Linked DNA regions of Mus musculus: all the other regions are linked to region 4. Evidence: chromatin contacts called from public Hi-C and Micro-C data. All regions are on one chromosome and are shown on one strand. The core of a region is the stretch at or near the end of the contact, and the rest is flanking DNA. Distances in the headings are between cores, read along the strand shown.

Region 1 (2,700 bases), core at 69-2,568, 420 kb before region 4:
GCTGGAAGTGTTAAGCCCATTGCTCTCAGCCACCCCCAGCATGTTCACTCTCTTAGCTCCCTCGTGCTCTGCATCCTTGGCCAACCTCAATACAGAAATTCAAAGCAAAGCAACAGACCCTCCCCATGGAGAGCCCCTCAGCTGGCAGGGAAGAGAGGACACCAACGGCCAGGAGCTCCGGGCTCTGGCAGGAAACGGGCCAGGCACAGGGTGGTGGGTACAGCTGTGGCACATAGGAAGGGACACAGCAGTTGAATGCCAACCCTACTCAGAGCGTAGACATGGAATATTGCCCAAGATCTGTCTGGACCTGATTAACTGAGACTAGAAATGCCAGGGGGATGCTGAGGACTGGACCTGAGGAGGACAGACAGAATTAGAGATGGATTCTTAAGAGAATCCCAGAACAAGGAAAGCATCAGCTGAAAGAAGCAGCTGCAGAGGTGTGCCATCTGGGGGTAGAGTGTGGTGAGTGCCTAGGAGGGAGGACTGAGGACCTGGGTCAATGGTTGGGAGGGAGGACTGGAGACATGGGTCAGTGGCTGGGAGGGAGGACTGAGGACCTGGGTCAGTGGCTGAGAGGGAGGACTGGAGACATGGGTCAGTGGCTGGGAGGGAGGACTGAGGACCTGGGTTAGTGGCTGGAAGGGAGGACTGAGGACCTGGGATAGCTTGCAGCAGTGTTTCTCAGGCTGGTTGGAAACCAGGCCAATTCCTGCTCTGAGACATCTCTGCTTGGCCCAGGCAGCTGTTAACAGACCCCCTGAGTGCCCTTGGCCAGCCCCAGCTCCAGTCTTCTCCTCACCTGACTCCCTGTGAGCCCAGCTTGCCAGCTAAGGAACAGAGCCTGCCTCAGCTGTGGACAGAGCCAAGAAGTCACCATGGTAACCCTCTGGCTGATGGGGACTCAGGTTGCCATGGGAACATGTATAAAATCAAAAATTATTTTTGGGGATGGGTTGCAGCTAAGAAGGGCAGTGGGGACCATTTGCAGCAGTGCACACTTCCCAGGGTTCTGTTCCATGGCTCCTCAAGTTCCTCCCCGGGAATGGTGGGAGAGCCCAGCCCAGCACTTCTGAGAAATGACACTGATACTCCCAGGAACACTCCCAGAGGTCGTCCAATGCAAAACATGTCTCCCATTTCCCTGGTGAGTGTTTTGCCCAGCCGTATCTTTCAGTGCCAGATCCGCTCCTCGGCACCACCATGAAATCTGCAAAATTCATATGCCTGGCTCCTGCCAGAGACTCCAGGCCCAGCCGTCTCTCACAGTCAGTCTCTTTTCTGACAGGGCCTGACTTGAAGGTCCCTTTGTCATGAGCACTGGGCGAGCCATACAGGCACTGGGCATGCTCAGAAGAGCTGCTCGACAGAGGAGCCTGCTCTTCAATGTGGCCTCACAGAAAACACCAAAGGAGGCGAATGGTGTTTGGATTTCACAGAGGCAGGAGAGAGTGCATGCTAAATCCCACCTCTTGCCTTCCTCCCCGCAGCACTGCCTACAGTAGGATGGTGCTGGAACAGTCTGTGGAATGGGCCATTGCTCGGTGGAACCACTGGGCCATTTTCTGAAGTGAAAAGGCAGGAGAGGAATCTCACAAGAAAGAAACATTTTTTTTTTTTTTTTGTCCCTGTGGTGTGGCCTGGTCCAGCAGTTGTCATTCATAATTAGAATGTATTCTATACTATCCTAGGCCTCAGTTTCTCCCTCACCAAAAAGGTGATGGGGGGGGGGCGGGGGGGCGTGTCAGAGATGGAGCTGTTAATGAACCCTGGGCAGACCTGGGAGCCTCCTCCAGACCTGTTAGAAGGCTAGGGAGGGAGAGCACAGGGTGTGACCTGGGGACCTGGGCCCCTCTGAGGCATTTAGCCCTGTGCTCAGTGCTCAGTGCTCAGTGCTCAGTGCTCAGTGGAGGCTGTAGCCTGAGAAAACTTTCTCCTGAAAGCTGCCCTTAACTTGAGCCAGGCTCAGCTCAGGTTTCAGGACTCGGAGATTCTGCCTTCCCCCTCCCCCACCCCTATGACTAGACCAGAGCTCCGTGAGAGCTGAGGAGACCACATATTACCTCTTAGGAGACAGGACCAGTTGTTTCTCCCATGTGCCACGTGTCTCCTGGAACCTCCAGGACAGAAGAATCAGCAAGACTTGGGGGACAAAGCTGGCTGTGCTGGAGACGCTCTAGGGAGAACCGCACAGAGCTGGTTTGGCCTGACTGAGCAAGGCCAGGGCCTGGGTGCTTTGTTGTTCTGCCCCCAGTGCTCCGCCAGCTCTGCCAAGAGGAGACACAGTTTCTGAAGGGCTGCAGTCCAAATTCTTCCTGGCTCTTCTGAACATCCCCTATTCCTCCCCTGTCGAGCATTTTTTATGCCAAAATAATTAGGTAATTAATGATCGTGTCGTAGACCTTGTTTCTGGCACTCTATACTTCTTAAGAACTTTGGAGTCTGTTTGTAATACACATGAATACCAGCCCACAAACTTGGACACTCAGCAGATACCCTATCAGTTGCCAAGTCCACATAATTCATATTCTGAGCTGTTACCTACCTGAACTCCAAGAGGTTTCATTCCAGAGTTTCTGTGGTCCTTTCCTCCAAGCCAACACTTGCAACGAAGCCAGGAGAGTTCAGGATGGGCTCTGAGAGAGCACACTATGGCCTCTGCAGGCTTCCTCTGCTCTCAGACTGACAATAGCTCCC
Region 2 (2,700 bases), core at 81-2,580, 390 kb after region 4:
AGCTGGGATCCTGACCAAGGGACACTCAGGCTGCCACCAGCTTGACTCTCTCCAGAGTGCGTGTGTCTGTGCTGTTCTCCACCCTGTTCTCCTGAGAACTTGAGCAGAAGGTACCCAGCCTATCCTAGGATAGGGGAGACTATGTGAAAGCAGTTGTAGTAAAGGTACCAGAAGGCACAGGGTACAGGGAGAAGATTCGGAGAGGATGCACCCGTCCAACATGGCCACCTTTCTAGTCAGCATCCCTTGAGCCCCTGGCAGCTCAGCCCTCCTATGGCTGGCACCTCTCCTCTGCAGGGTCAGTGGTTCAGACCCAGCTTTGGTTTTACGTTTTCTTCCAGGCACGTGTGCTCCGCTCCAATCCTGGTCACCACTTCAGCACTAGCATTTTGTATTTCCTCTCTCTACCCTTCACCCATGCTTGATGCACCGAGTGGAGCTGTTCGCCAGCCGAGTTGTGTGGATTAACCTCAGTCAACTGTAAATACACCTGGAGGAGGCTCCCGAGGGCAGGGAGCCAGGCTGGCTTCCCGAACTGAATGTATTTTTATGCAATTTTGAGTGGCCTTTTCAACCCTGAGATGGATGGATTTATTTGTTTTACTGATTGTTGTTATATAGTATTAAGTATTCTGTGTTTGAAAGTTTGGGAATAATATTCACATCTATAAGATGCCTGTAAACACAGCAGTATTTATAAATGAGTAAATAAAACTGTGTTTTACCTTTGTGCCATGAGATTGATAGAACCTCCCATTCACCAGGCAGCCAACTGCGAAGTCTCTGCCATAGGCAACCACGAGTCTGTGGTCACCACCTCCCCTCCCCGGGGAAGGGCTCTTAGAGCAGCAGAACAACCCTGAGAAGAAACGCAAGTTCCCAGCACCTAAGAAGGTGGCTGTTTCTTTAAAGGTAAAAAGCAGGGATGTATGGCCCACCTGGATACACCCTAACAGCCATGCTGCACAGGGAAGCTAGGGTAAGAGCTGGCGGTGGTGCTGGCCTCTTGCAGGCTTCCAATTACCTCAGCCCTCCACTGTGTAAGGAAGGGCTCCTTAGGTCACTGGTTCCAAACTCTGCAAATAAAACTAACTCTGGGATCATTAGAGGTTGGATCTAAATCCTGACAGAAGGAAGGGCACCTAGCTCAGGGAGGCGCTGCAGGGACTGCTGGCAGGGCTGGGGAGTGGGCAGCCAGGCTTTGGATCTGCTTCCTGCCAAGTGGAAATCCTTGGTCACTGACTTGGGAGGGAGGGAAGATTCTTTCCCCCTGCTGTCACCCAGCTGTTTGTAGCTCAAGCAGCAAGAAGAAACAGGGATGATGTCACGGTTGAAGAGTTCAGCCCTGGCCTTGGGGCTTGAAGCAGAGGAAAGCACGTCTGATACAGGGGGCCCCTAGACCACAAGCATCGCTTCTCTGGGACGCCGCTGGCTAGGTGAGGTCTGTAGAGCCTGTTTCATCTACTGCTCATAGGTACCAGGAGGGATCCTGGCTCCTCCCTGCAGCAGACCCAGGTGCCCACATTCTCAGCCCTGTGCAGCCAGGCCACCTAGCCCATGGCCTCCAGCCGGACTGAGACAGCCCAACAGCCAGATCTGGGCCCTGCCAGCTCACACGGGCACTCAGCCCACCTGCCTCTACTGCTCCTTGGCCATCTGGATTTGATGCAAAACACAAGAAAGTCGAGTACATTATGGTCCTAGACAAGTGTCACACAATATGAAGTCTTTAGGTCTAAGAACTAAAACAGAGTTTAATCCTTTCCTGGTCTTGGCCACACTGCCCCTGACTCTGTCCCTAAGCATTCTGAAGCCTTACTGGTCTTTGTCATCTCTGTCTCAGCACAGACAGATAACAGTCTTTACCGTGTAAGATTGGAGACTGTGTACTTTCCACTTTTAAACATCTATACCCCAGGCGGGACCAGCAGCCTCCCTGTTGCCGAGGTCAGACTGCTGCTGTCCCCTAAGCCCAGGTCCTCTAGAGGGAACTTAAGGATGTAAGACAGTCCTTATCATCCCAGGAGGGTAGACCCCCATCCGTCCATGTGACTCAGAAACTCCATGTCCTTCTCCCAAACCCAAAAGAGAATAGGCTGCAACCCCTTCATTTCGAGCTGGAGGCCAGAGCTCCAAAACCAACTCACCTCCCTCCCCAACATTGCTGACCCTTGGGGGCTCCCTGCCCCGCCCCGCCCAAGTCCACTAAAAATAAAAAACAAATAGAAATGCTCCCCGCCCCCAGGTTGCTTTCAGCTCTTTTCTTTAATAAGGAGACGCAGCTCATTACAAAATAACAATTTGACAAGAGATCAGACAAGAACAACAGAGTCCACATAAGGGAATGGAGAGAGCATTGCCAAGCAGAGTGGGAACGGGGAGGGCTACACACGTCCTTCTTAGGAAGACAGGGAGGGCTCCTGGCGGGGCCAGTGTATTCCAGGGGGGACACAGCTTGCTCAGCTTCTGCCCCAGTTTTGAAAGTTTCTGGGCCCAAGGTTTTCAGAAAGCAAATCAAATCCTTAGGTGAGCAGGAGTTAGGGCAGAATGGTCAGGCTTGCAGGTCCTTTCCCTGAACTCCTGGCTGCTGAGGAAAGCTGGGGGTGAAACTGAGGCCCACGCACTGCTCCCGCCACCTTGCCAGACTCCGTTCTGCTGCTACAGTTCCCAATTTCAGTTTCTGTGGAGACTGGAGATCTC
Region 3 (2,700 bases), core at 26-2,525, 380 kb before region 4:
CACACTACTCCCACACCATGCCGATGCGGAGCCCCAGCAAACTCAGCCACATCTCTCGCCTGGAGTTGGTGGAGTCCCTGGACTCTGACGAGGTGGACCTCAAATCCGGCTACATGAGTGACAGTGACCTCATGGGCAAGACCATGACAGAAGACGATGACATCACAACGGGGTAAGCACAAGAGGCCGGCTGGTGCAGGAGGTGTGGGAGAACAGGGCGGTGGCAGGGGATAGAGTTACTGTGCTATGATAAAAGACATCTTCAGAGTGCTGCTGTGCCTAAGGTGACTGCTTCTGCAACCAGCTGCAGCTTATTCTAGATGTGTATGGTAGGTGGGGCTGGAAACGGAAGAGCTGATTGGTCCATTAAGCTAAGCCCTTCTCCCTGAGCCTGTCCTCCAGAGACTTGGGGACATATCTGAGGGCCAGCTCTTCTGCAAACTGGGTAGATTGTGGATGACTTAATTTGCTTCCACCTTTGCAAAAAAACAGGTGAATAATGTCGTCTCCTTCTGCCTGCTAAGAGAAAGTGACATTTAGATGAAAGGGCCAGTCAGACAAGAGTCGGGGTGGTGACTCCACTTCCCCTGCCAGGGGTTACCACTCTGGCCCTTGGTTTATATCCTTGGTGGACTTCTGCTTCTGCAATCCTTCTACCCATAACACCACACCCTATTCCTACCCCACCCTATTAAGCCTTCTTTCCTGACCTTGGACCCCCCAGGGATGCCCAGTTTATCTTTTTCTGACAGGGTAGACTTGGGGAGACAGCTGGGGCAGACATGGCAATCTTGGAAGTGAAAAGAGGACAGGAAGCGTTTGAATTGTTGGGGTTTGGGGTGTTCTGGCCAACTTTTTCAAGCCCCGAGTCCAGAGTGCTGCAAGGTTCTGGAAACTTCTCTGGTGTATCTCTCAGCAGACCTGTCTGCCACTTCCGTTCTTCACTTACGGAGTCTCCGCCCCTAAGATCCCCTGTAAAGCCACTGCAGCCCTTTCCCTATTCCTCAGGTATCTAAAAACCAGCCTGCCAGAGATCGCTGCTCCTAATAAAGCCCTTGAGCTTCAAGGGCACGGAAAGAAGGCGCTGAGTTCCAGGCCATCCGCCACTCCCAGCCCGCAGCCCACCCAGGGGGATAAACTTGGCAGGTCTGGTCAGGGTCTGTCCAGCTGATGAGGCTGCTCTGGAGCAAAACAACTGACGCATCCATGACTTGTTTACTGCCTGGAGGATCCCAGGGGCAGCCCAACCTCACGCTCAGATCCGCCAGCCTGGAGCTGGGATAGAGAGGTCTGCTGTAGTCAGAGCCCAGCTGCTGCTGTGGTCAGACGCCTGGGATGGGGAGAAGGGAGAGCCAAGGTGGTGGAGAAGCTGTTCCAAACAGACCATACGCCCTGGCAAGTGCCAGTGTCGGAGCATGAAGTCCCTGTCCCTTGATGTGCCAGCCGGATAGTGCAGAGCCTTTGGGGCTGAGGGCTCAGGACTGTGGCATCTGTGCTAGGGAATTCTAGGACCCTCACCCTCGGGGTACATCAGCATTCTTACAACCCCACTAATGTTCCCAAAGTACCAAGTACCAAGGCATAGGACCCCTGCATGGAGAGACCTGCTCTGACTAAAGTAGCAGGATTTCTAGAATTAACTAGCTGTCTGAGCTTGAGCTAGTTAGTTAACCTCCAGACTTTAATCTGCCTATCTGCTGAATACAGATAACTACAGGACGATCTGTGGCCCATTTTGAAGATTAAAAAGGGTTAGTATATGTATAATTCCTTATATGTTTCTTAGTATAATTCCTGGCTCAGCGTAGTTGCTCACTGTGTTAGCTGTTCAGACTGTTAGAGTCCTGGACTAACCAACGGACACAGCCTTACCCTCAGAGACTGTACAGGAGTGTACGGCCTATATGGGTCCCCATCCCCCCAGAATCAGCAGTGAGGACAGATCTAGTGGCCCCTGACTAACACTGGGAACATGATGAGGTGTGGGGCATAGAAGGCTACGAGGACAAAAGGAAAGGGGAGCTGTTGCCTTTGCCCGCCTCACGCACAGCCTCCACCGTTTATTCTCTTTCCTCAACATAGTGTGTGTGTGCCCTTAATTAAGTCAAAACAAAGTCCTCAGGAGCGACAGGAATGAGAACCGGCCATCTCTGCTCACCCTGCTGCTGGGCCAGGGAGGCCTGGAGTCCTACGGAAAACATAGGATAAACATCACGATGATATTTACAAAGTAGATGAAGCTATTAATTGTGATGCCGTTTGCAATGCCATTCCATATGTCTTTTATGGTCAGTTTTCAGTTACTGATAACTTTGAGCCCTAGTTTTAAGTATCCTGTCCCTGAGTACTTGTCTAGGACCATAAACAGAAGGGTGTCTGTCATAGCTAGAGCTACTATTGCTGTGAAGAGACACCGTGACCACAGCAATTCTTATAAAGGACGTTTAATTGGGGCTTGCTCACAGTTCCGATAGGTATTGGCATTGTCATGGCAGGAAGCATGAGGGCATGCAGGCAGACATGGTGCTGGAGAAGGAAGGTGCTAAGAGTTCTACATCTTGATCTGCTGGCCTCAGGAGGCTGTGTGCCACACTTGAGCATAGGAGACTTTAAAGCCCACCTCCATGGTAACATACTTCCTCTAACAAGGCCACACCCCTTAATTGTTCCATTCCTTATGGGCCAAGCATTCCAACATAG
Region 4 (2,700 bases), core at 186-2,685:
AGAGAGAGCGCCCATGCTATGATCACCTTTAAGTCCCTCTGAAGGCTCCCCTTGCAGGGATATTGAGCCCTATGGGGCTTCAGGGTCGGGCAACAATACAATACAGGCAAGTGGTGGTACCGAAGCTGGTGGTCTCACATCTTTGCGGACCTGCACATCAGCATCTTTAGCCTATATCTGGCGAATTCACAGTCCTTGGAAAACCCATCTTTGGGAACGGGCCTAGGTTCTGGGGGGGGGGGGGGAACTATGTCCCCGTCCCAAGCCTTACTTGGTCCCATAAGCCCAGTCTTGCCTAGCTTGGAAATACAGGCTGCAGCCATTACTGCAGCTCAGCTCACGCCCAGGGAGCTCATCTTCCTCTTTTTTAAAGAGAAAATTTAACTCCTTCTTCACCACTCCTCTGGCACAGACATACAACTGCAATCACCCCCCTCTCTCCTCCGCCTCCCCCAGTGCTGAGTCTCCAAAGCTGCTCTCTCCCCTGTCCCCAGGTGGATGGCGCCCCTCCAGCTCATCCTCTCGGGTCCTCGGTACCTACTCTTGCAACTTCTGAGCCAAGTGGAGTCTCCCAACTCCCTTTATGGTGCCATGCTTTCGGGACCCCAACGCTAAGGCAGGCCCGGGACAGGTTCCGGGGAGGAGTCTGGACTAGAGCCAGGACCTCAGCTGACTCCTCTGCCTCTAGGGATACCTTCCCCCCGCCCCAAAGGGCCGCGGCTTCCGCGTCCAGCAAGGGTAGGCAGAGCCCTCGGGGTGGGGCTGGGCTGCTAGGGCACCCTGGCAACACGCTCCGGCCGCGCGTCCCGTGACCCTCCACGCGCGGAGCGGGATTGTCCGGGCACTTTCGCCCCGTCATGCCTCTTTGCGCCCGCCTCGGGGGCCTGTCAGCCTGCGGCGGGTTCCCGGTGCGTGGAGACATCTCCGTGCCGCCAGCTCCGGAACGCAAGCTCGGTTCCCCTGGTCCTCGCTACCCCGCCCCCAGCCCTGCCATCCTAGCCCAGGCCAGAGAACGGGTGGCACGCCAGTCGGTCCCCCAAGAACCGTGCTAGGCCCTAAGTGCCCGGAGCCGGCTCCTCCCTGCCCGGAACCCGGCGGTGCCGGGCCACGCCAGGCGCCGACCCCAGCTGCCTAGGGCGCGGCGCCGGCGACACATCTGCCCGCATACCGCGATCACGTTGACGAAGGTGGTCTTGCCCGAGTACTGCAGCCCCACCAGCGTGAGCTCCATTTCCTCCTTCCAGAACAGGGCCTTGAACCAGTCCAGCAGCTTGTTGAACAAAGCGATCATGGTCGCTGCCACCGGCCGCGCCCGGTGCCGGGTCCCCGCCGCCTTCGGTGCCCTCGCGCTGCGGCCCGGAGCGGCCCCTCCCCGGTGCGGCCGGGTCCCGCGGCTCGGTGCGGGCGGAGGCTGGAGCGCGGCGGCCGACGACGCGCTGCCCGAGGATCCGCTCGCCGATGGGTGTGGCCACGGCGCCTCCACCTCCTCCTCCGCCGCCGCCGCCCTCCCGCGGGCCGGGCCGCGTCCTGCTCGCACCCGAGCGCGCTCCAGTCTCGCGCGCGGCCTAGGCCAGCGCCCGCGGGCGGGGCGGCGGGGACCCGCGGCGGCCGGGAGGAGCGTGATGGCGCGCTTGCGGAGAAAGCTGTAATTTTATTTTTTCTGCTGCCCTCGTTTGCCCCGCCCTGACTGCACCGCTTTCTGGCTTGAACGGTGGTCGGTCCTGGGCGGGTGGTGTCCCGATTAAGCTAGGGTATTTCCAGGCCGAAGAACCGTGACATGAAGATCTCCAAGAAACGGTTTTGTTCCCTGAACCTTTGCCTCTGAGCATCTCTGGGTACCGAATTCCATCCCCCGAAATGCCATAGAGAGTAACAGCCGGATTTAGAGCCCTTAATACTCCATCTTGTTTTGTTAACCACAGTTTGCCAGGCTACTTGTCTGGGAAGCCCAAAGTGAGATCGACATTTGAACTTGATGCTTGTCTTCACTATAAAGAGACGGGCAAAATCAGGGCAAGGGATTCCCTGTGAGGAACGGCGGTAGCAAAGGAAAAAATGTATGCTATTTTGATACAAAGTTTTTGATAGTGGGTGGTGGAGAGTCTGCCAAGAAGTCCCCATCCTCCCTTGCAGGAGATAACAGCTCAGTCAACCGGCTGTGCCTTCCTGGTCTCAGGATTCCTAGGCAGCTGGGCTCTCTTTGGGGGTCGGTTTTCACCTGGAGGCTGTGATGAACTGTTAACATCAACTGTATGGATTAAACCTATTAAAGAACCAGACAGCCCTCAACATCTGGATCAGCCTATTCTGATTTACTAACATCTGTCTAATAAGTTCTTCTCTTCCTCCGTAGGTACATGCTATAGTCTGACATGTTTAAATTAAAGTTTAAGTTATCATACAAAGTAATAGATTTTCATTGCTTTACATTTCTGTGTCTTTCCCCCAGATTCATATATTGAAATCCCACTCCTCAAAGTGATGACCATATAAGGCGACTAGGTTATGAGGGGGGAGGCCTCCTAGCTAAGATTAGTGCCCTTATATAAGGAGAGAACAACAGAGGTGCCCAGAGCCTATACTCCTCCCATCTTGAGGCTACAAAGAGAAGGCTGTAATCTATTAGCCAAAAAGTGACTCCTAACCAGACCCTGAATCTACCCGTACCATGACAGATCACTTTCCCATTTTTCAAGCCAT

Evidence for each region. Hi-C and Micro-C count contacts between places; a contact is called where the count stands out from the background.
Region 1: a Micro-C map of embryonic stem cells shows a contact between it and region 4, with 4 times the contacts expected there. The contact joins the enhancer-like site here to the promoter of Arl8a in region 4. A contact is called at or near these places in 1 of 484 Hi-C or Micro-C datasets (embryonic stem cells), 3 of 115 datasets of contacts at active chromatin or transcription factors (embryonic forebrain, embryonic stem cells and microglia) and 1 of 9 other capture datasets (pancreatic islet).
Region 2: a Hi-C map of uterus shows a contact between it and region 4, with 3 times the contacts expected there. The contact joins the enhancer-like site here to the promoter of Arl8a in region 4. A contact is called at or near these places in 1 of 39 promoter capture datasets (embryonic stem cells), 3 of 484 Hi-C or Micro-C datasets (the HL-1 cell line, myocytes and uterus), 5 of 115 datasets of contacts at active chromatin or transcription factors (T-cell acute lymphoblastic leukemia, bone marrow-derived macrophages, double positive thymocytes and 2 more) and 1 of 9 other capture datasets (embryonic stem cells).
Region 3: a contact with region 4 is called in a Hi-C map of muscle stem cells, with 3 times the contacts expected there. The contact joins the enhancer-like site here to the promoter of Arl8a in region 4. A contact is called at or near these places in 1 of 15 datasets of contacts at CTCF or cohesin (the NIH/3T3 cell line), 5 of 484 Hi-C or Micro-C datasets (embryonic fibroblasts, muscle stem cells, nephron progenitors and 2 more), 2 of 115 datasets of contacts at active chromatin or transcription factors (bone marrow-derived macrophages and pancreatic cancer cells) and 1 of 9 other capture datasets (embryonic stem cells).

The regions. Positions count from the first base shown.
Region 1 is chr1:135,563,484-135,566,183 of GRCm38.p6, reverse strand. All of the region lies in intron 1 of Nav1 (neuron navigator 1), which reads left to right. Among named protein-coding and RNA genes, the nearest start is that of Nav1, 21 kb to the left of the region's middle. Within about 2 kb of position 1,318, at least 97 of the 459 cell types and tissues checked have an H3K27ac peak or open chromatin away from gene starts, as enhancers often do. A contact at or near this core is called in embryonic forebrain and embryonic stem cells, where this site is marked.
Region 2 is chr1:134,752,696-134,755,395 of GRCm38.p6, reverse strand. Syt2 (synaptotagmin II) reads right to left here. Exons shown (of 9, transcript NM_001355726.1): 9 at 2,247-2,700. It overlaps Ppp1r12b (protein phosphatase 1, regulatory subunit 12B), which reads left to right. Exons shown (of 24, transcript NM_001368827.1): 24 at 1-730. Among named protein-coding and RNA genes, the nearest start is that of Gm32670, 20 kb to the left of the region's middle. Within about 2 kb of position 1,330, at least 45 of the 459 cell types and tissues checked have an H3K27ac peak or open chromatin away from gene starts, as enhancers often do. A contact at or near this core is called in uterus, where this site is marked.
Region 3 is chr1:135,529,821-135,532,520 of GRCm38.p6, reverse strand. It overlaps Nav1 (neuron navigator 1), which reads left to right. Exons shown (of 30, transcript NM_173437.2): 3 at 1-172. It overlaps Gm32940 (a long non-coding RNA gene), which reads right to left. Exons shown (of 4, transcript XR_003948736.1): 4 at 1-2,700. Among named protein-coding and RNA genes, the nearest start is that of Gm32940, 19 kb to the right of the region's middle. Within about 2 kb of position 1,275, at least 50 of the 459 cell types and tissues checked have an H3K27ac peak or open chromatin away from gene starts, as enhancers often do. A contact at or near this core is called in muscle stem cells and uterus, where this site is marked.
Region 4 is chr1:135,145,569-135,148,268 of GRCm38.p6, reverse strand. Arl8a (ADP-ribosylation factor-like 8A) reads right to left here and starts at 1,435. Exons shown (of 7, transcript NM_026823.2): 1 at 1,169-1,435. The coding sequence starts at 1,291.